Regions from separate parts of the Hordeum vulgare genome. Here region 2 is linked to region 1. Evidence: chromatin contacts called from public Hi-C data. All regions are on one chromosome and are shown on one strand. The core of a region is the stretch at or near the end of the contact, and the rest is flanking DNA. Distances in the headings are between cores, read along the strand shown.

The links. A called contact is a pair of places that touch in the nucleus more often than the background predicts.
Region 2: a contact with region 1 is called in a Hi-C map of seedling, with 6 times the contacts expected there. The contact joins the promoter of LOC123449481 here to the enhancer-like site in region 1. A contact is called at or near these places in 1 of 6 Hi-C or Micro-C datasets (seedling) and 1 of 1 datasets of contacts at active chromatin or transcription factors (embryo).

The regions. Positions count from the first base shown.
Region 1 is chr4H:554,844,569-554,847,781 of MorexV3_pseudomolecules_assembly, forward strand. No RefSeq gene overlaps it. Among protein-coding and RNA genes, the nearest start is that of LOC123449479, 9.0 kb to the right of the region's middle. Within about 2 kb of position 1,408, at least 3 of the 3 cell types and tissues checked have open chromatin away from gene starts, as enhancers often do. A contact at or near this core is called in seedling, where this site is marked.
Region 2 is chr4H:555,513,011-555,515,935 of MorexV3_pseudomolecules_assembly, forward strand. LOC123449481 (cell number regulator 13) reads left to right here and starts at 1,525. Exons shown (of 8, transcript XM_045126721.1): 1 at 1,525-1,750; 2 at 1,865-2,555. The coding sequence starts at 2,157.

The DNA of each region.
Region 1 (3,213 bases), core at 158-2,657:
AACTGTGATGTGTGACGATGGATGTGGTTGCTGCACTAGAAATAATGAAGCAAAAACAGCGTAGTATTAGGAATCAAGAAGTAGTTGCAAGCATACCAACTCAGAATTAGCCGACAACTCCTAGCTTCGGATAAGCCTTTGAGAAAGATGCTGTTATTGCGGTCATAAATAGGCCCATATTCAGGATCCCCATAATAATACCAGCAATCTTCACAGATATCAGCACCACAGTTGTCAAATCGACCCTTTGGGCATCGATCACTACAATCATCATTAAGCACAACAACAGCTCTTGCTAACCGTGGCAAGCTTCCAAGTAAACGAACCCTTCCTTGGTATTCGATCAACTCGAGCGAAACGAGACTGGGTACAAAAATAAGGATGCGAGTGTGCTCAGAGGTATAACAGCGGGTAATGCGCAGATGCTTCAAGGATGGAAAGAGCAGCTGTTTGACAAAAGGGAAACGCTTCCAGACGGCTGGCTGGCCGGGGCTTGCAACATTTTTTCGTCCAGATTTGCTGCAATCATGTTTAAATTTGCTACAACCATTTCTTATTTTGCTATAATTTATCTATTAAAAAGTTAAATCCACGTTTGGTTGCAATTCGAATTCGTTGAATTTTTTTGCTACAATCGGCGTTTGATTTTTGTTACAACCGTGTTAATTTTTGCTACAACCGGTATCTTTTTTGCTGCATTCGTTTATTAAAAAAGTTACAGACACGTTCGTGAGAGTTGTAACCCGAGTTCACTGAATTATTTTGCTACAACCAGCATTTTGTTTTGCTACCATGCATCATCAACATCTTTTTTTACTACGACCATGTTGATATTTTTTTGTTACAATCATATTTTTGTTGCAACCATAGATGAAATTTGCTGCGTTGTGGCCTAAATTTGCTAGATCGAGGAATTTTTGTTACATGGAAGATCTAACGGTGCGGTCCGTGGATCTGACGACTGGGCTGCGACCGACGCGAGGGCTCGGGCCGGCGTGTCGCAAACATCCAAACTCAGCTCCACCAGTGCCGTACAGCCTGAAAAATCAACAACACTGTCTTTCACACGGACACCAACAAGCTCCAACGCGAGCACGCACGTCCGCACCACCTCTTCAACCGGAAGTAAGCAGAGCACATTGTGGAGGATGCCGTTTGGGAGGGCGCTGATGCGATGCGATCAGCCCCGCTCGCCATGGACAAAGCTTCCCGCTGTGGAGCGGTATTCCGTCGAACAGTTGGTGTGCGCTGCCGCTCGGCGAACACGGAAGGGAGGATGTCAGACAAAACGGAAATGAAGGGGGAAAGAAGAGTTCAGTTCATTCAGTCCATGCCTCGACCTTACAGAACTGGGGCACGGCCCAGCGTTAAAAAAGCCTGCCATGGCACGGCCCTTTTATAAAAGGACGGCTAGAGTACTGAAGGGAAGGGCATACCCTATTTGGCGCTGCAGGCAGCCGTTATAGGCCATTTTACTAACCGGCGCCTGCAGCTCGCATCCCCGCTCCGTTGTTGGGCCGGCCCAGTTCGACTTCGTTTTTTGTATTAACATTTTAAAAAAATGTTAAGTTGGGGATCTCGAACCCACAACCTCACCGCACTAACCAGTACGCCATTGTGATCAATGTGTTTGATCTTGTTCGCTTTTCCCTGGTTTTTCGCTTCGCTACAGTTTTTGGCATTTTATTCATTTTCCCCGTATTTTTCTTTGTTTTCTGAAATGTGCAGATTATTTTTTCAAATTCTTAAAAAAATAATTTCAGTTCTATAATCTTTTTATTTCTAATTTGATGAACTTTTTTCAAACTTGATGAACTTTTTTAAAATTCAATGAACTATTTTTAATTCTATGAACTTTGTTTTCTTTGTTTTTGTTTTCATAATCAATGAACTCTTTTTTAATTCGATAAACTTTTCTAAAATTTAATAAACTTTTTTCGAATTTGATGGACTTTTTTAAATTTCAATGAATTGTTTTCATATTCGATGAACTTCTAAAAAAAATGTATGAACCGTTTTCCCACTTGAAAAGTTTTTTTTTGCAAAATTGATGAACTTTATTTTTCGAAAATCACAAAACTTTTTCAAGGTCTGCAACAGGACGCATGAGCTGTGTAAACGGCCGCGTGCAGCACCGTATAGGAGGTCCCGGAGGGAAGCAACTAGTTAGCTCATTCGACTACTGAAGAGAAGCAATTAGTTAGGAGTACTCAAGGGTCCAACGATCATTCACATGTTTCGTTACTTGAGCGCGTTCTCATCCATCGTCATGGATGGTGTTTTAAGTGTTTCCTTTAAAAAAGTATTTTTATTTTTCTGCGTACATTTTTAGTTTTTTAGATTGGTATTTTTTGTGGTAAATGTTTGGGACTGATGCGTTGGCCGAACGCTTCGATCGGTCTCGTTCACTCGCTCGCGGCTACAGCTAACCAAATCGGAAGGCAACACCATGTTATCTTTTTCCTCATCCCCGCGTCCTTCTCCTTCCTTTTTCCCAACCTTCCGGTTGCCATGGAAGATCCTATCCCGACGATCTAATTCAGCGAGCCCGCCTCTTCTTCTCCGACGACCATCCTCGAAGCCTACCACCGAACCAGTGTCCTCCCCTCGATTTCCCCTCTCTCAACTGCTCCATGGCGACCGGAGCTGCAATGGACATGGCCGACGAAGTTGCATCCATGGCTGAAGGCGTAATTTACTACATGCTTCAACCGGTATCGAAATTTGCTATAACCGGCACCGCATTTTGCTACATCACACGTGGAGTCGCGATTTTTGCTACAATCAGTGTTTCATTTTGCTACAACCGGCATAACGTTTTGCTACATCCATCACAGCTGAGCTGCATCTCGCACATCGGACAACTTTGACGGTCACCATGGCCAGCTCGGGAACCATGCTCCCGTTTGTTGCAACCGTTGACAGAAAAAGCTTCAACGGCATATGAAAAATGTTTCAACTGGTAATAGAAAAAGCTTCAACCAGACACTCATTTTGCTACCTGCATCATGGCGGAGCTGGGACCGACGACGAGGGCCGCGACCGACAGCGAGGGGCGGCGACCAGGGATGACTGACGGTGAGAGAAGATGAGGAGGCGAGGCGTGGGGGTGCGGCCTGTGCGGGGACTGTGCCCTCCTTTTTCTCTCTTTATTCCGTGTGGGAGGTTGAAGATGGGATGCGGAAGAGGGGGAGATCTAACGGCTACGCGTGT
Region 2 (2,925 bases), core at 275-2,774, 670 kb after region 1:
ACTCTCCATACGCGCACCATATTTGAGCTAGATATGAATGGTATCGGACAGTCCGGACGTTTCAGACCCGTTTGAAGTGTCCGTCTAGATAAGGTTTTTTGACTCCTAAATGACCGGACCGTGACTTTGAGCCGGTTTGGCATGCCTGTTTTTTTTCCGGACCGGTCAATGACCGCGTCCGTCCGTCCACTCCGACTCCCTCGGGCGGCTCCGACGCACCATACATGCAAGTGTGTGCACGCCCCCGCCCGCTTGTGCAACTATGGCCCATACCTGGCCAAACGGGTCGTGCCTGACGGGCCGGCACGGCTGCCCGCAGGCCAGGCACGAGACGGGCCCGGCCCGCCACCCCGAGCCCGCGTGCCAGCCCGGCACGGCACGATTAGGTGGGGCGACCAGCGATCCAGGATTCCAGAGGGCATTCAGCGAGGCGGGGCGGGCGGGAGGGGGCCAGGGGGGCGTGGGAGATGGGGCCGACCGTTGGCAGAGGGGGCGGTCAGCGCATCGGGAGCCGAGTGGCCGACCAATGTGGGGGAGCGGGGCAGACGCGCAGGGCTCGAGGTGGCCAGCTCGTGTGCGGGAGGGAGGGGGGCGCTGGAGATTAGGAGAGCTGGCGGGCGGAGGGAGAGGGGCGCGGGACTGTGGGAGATTAGGATTTTTTTTTCGTTTTTTTCATGAGGGAGATTAACGTGTCGCGTGCCTTAGTGTGTCGCGGGCCGGCCCAATTAGACCACGTGCCGTGTTTGGGCCTGGAAGGCTGTCACGCGGGCCGGCACGGCACGGTCCGTATATTAATCGGGCCTAGACGGGCTGTGCCTGGCACGATTACGGCGATCCGAGCCGTGCCGGCCCGTTTGACCAGGTATGCTCTGGCCCCGGTCGGTGGCACTTCACTTCCACAGCACCCGCGGACAAACAATTGCGAGTGCGCCTCGCCTCGGCTGGCTGCAACGGTGCACCACCACCGAACGAAACCACGAAACGAAAGCAAAGCAGCAATGATACCAACCACCAGCTCACCCTCACCTCGCCTCACGGGCGCTTTGGCCGGTCCTGCCACGGCAACCTTTCCACTCTCCGGTCATATACCTCCACTCCGGTCATGTTTTATTCCGTCCACAAACCTGTAGCAGTACTATCCACACCGTACACACACATTCAGTCCTCCCGCCGCCCCCAACTGTCAGCGACGCATTACTTGAGAGTGCGCCATCGCACAGCACAAGCTCCGAGGCACGAGTTAAACTATCCGCTTCTGCGCTACTACCGAACGCCTGCCCGTGACCGGCTCGGTGCCGCACCGGCACGTCTCACGGTAACCCAGACGACGACGACGAAGAAGAAGCACCCGGCGCCCGCCAGTACGCACCGGCCCGGACTCTGGCACTACTCTGGCTCTGAATCACCCGCGGGTAGTAGTTGGCTGGCCGGAGCCCCGGAGTGGAGTTAACGAGCGAGCCCGTCCAAAAACCAGCCAGCCAGGGCCTCCTCTCCTCGTGCCACCGCCCACCACCCAAGCAACGGAGAGAGGCCACGCTGCGGCTCCCTCCCTCCCTCCCTCATCCTCCCCCTCCTCCTCCCCACGCCACGCCCGCCGCCTCTCCCACTTGCCACTCGCAGCGCAGAGCAGGCATTGCCTCCGCTCCACTCCAGTCCCATCCCCTCGGCCGCGCCGTTCAAGGGAGATAGCGTAGCCGTAGCGTGCAGCCCTGCCGCTCCTACCCGCTGGAGGCAGCCGGAGAAAGAGGCAGTAAGAATTGACGACCTTTTCTTTCCGGGTTTTCTTGGCCGCACTTCCGGTGCAAATTGGGCGGCGCACCCGGAAATCTCCATCTCCTTCATTAATTCCTCTCCTTCCTTGCAGACGCTGCGGCAGCAGACGAAAAGGGGGAACGGCCACCGACCATGACAAGTCGACGAGGGCTGCCGGGCCGGCGCGAGTGAGCGATCTCGCAGATCTGCGCCCGCCGCCGCCGCACAGTGTCTGCTTTCCCCGAGTCTCCAGCCGGATCATCGTCAGATGGGCAGCGCAGTCCGCCTCGCCCCTCCGATCTTCGCCACGCGCGCGGATTAACCAGCCCGGCGGCATTCCGCTTCCCCGCACCAAGAAAGCCCGGTGATTTGTCGGCGGGAAGGGAGAAGCCGGGGGCGCAGCGATGGCGAACGTGGGGGACCTGGCCAACATCGCGCAGCTCACGGGGCTGGACGCCGTGCGCCTCATCAGCCTCATCGTCAAGGCGGCGGCCACGGCGCGGATGCACAAGAGCAACTGCCGCCGCTTCGCGCAGCACCTCAAGCTCATCGGCGGCCTGCTGGAGCAGCTCCGGGTGTCGGAGCTCAAGAAGTACCCGGAGACGCGGGAGCCGCTGGAGCAGCTCGAGGACGCGCTCCGACGCGGCTACCTGCTCGTCAACTCCTGCCAGGACCGCTCCTTCCTCTACCTCCTCGCCATGGGCTGGAACATCGTCTACCGCTTCCGCACCGCGCAGACCGAGATCGACAACTACCTCCGCCTCGTGCCGCTCATCACGCTCGTCGACAACGCCCGCGTGCGGGTCGGTAATCAGTCACCTCCCCCAGACCAAATTGTTTGTTTAGTACTGCTCTGCTATAATAGTGTTATTGGGCACCTAGATTGGTACTAGGCTTTTAACAGATGTTGATTTGTTATGTATTGATTCCATTCTGCTGGGATATGCATACTGGTCTAGACAAAAGGTGATGTGCCTTTTGAGATTTGGTGGAATATGATTGAATTGGTGGCTTTCCTGAGTGCTCTGGTGGGGTGTCTTGTTCTCTGCCGACTGTCTAGGAAGTTGCTGTGAACCAAAAGATTCTATTGTAGGAGTTTTCGTTCTCTCATTTGAGTACAAAAATTCATTGTTCATGTACGTTGTATGCCTACAAACTTGTAGATTGCTACTA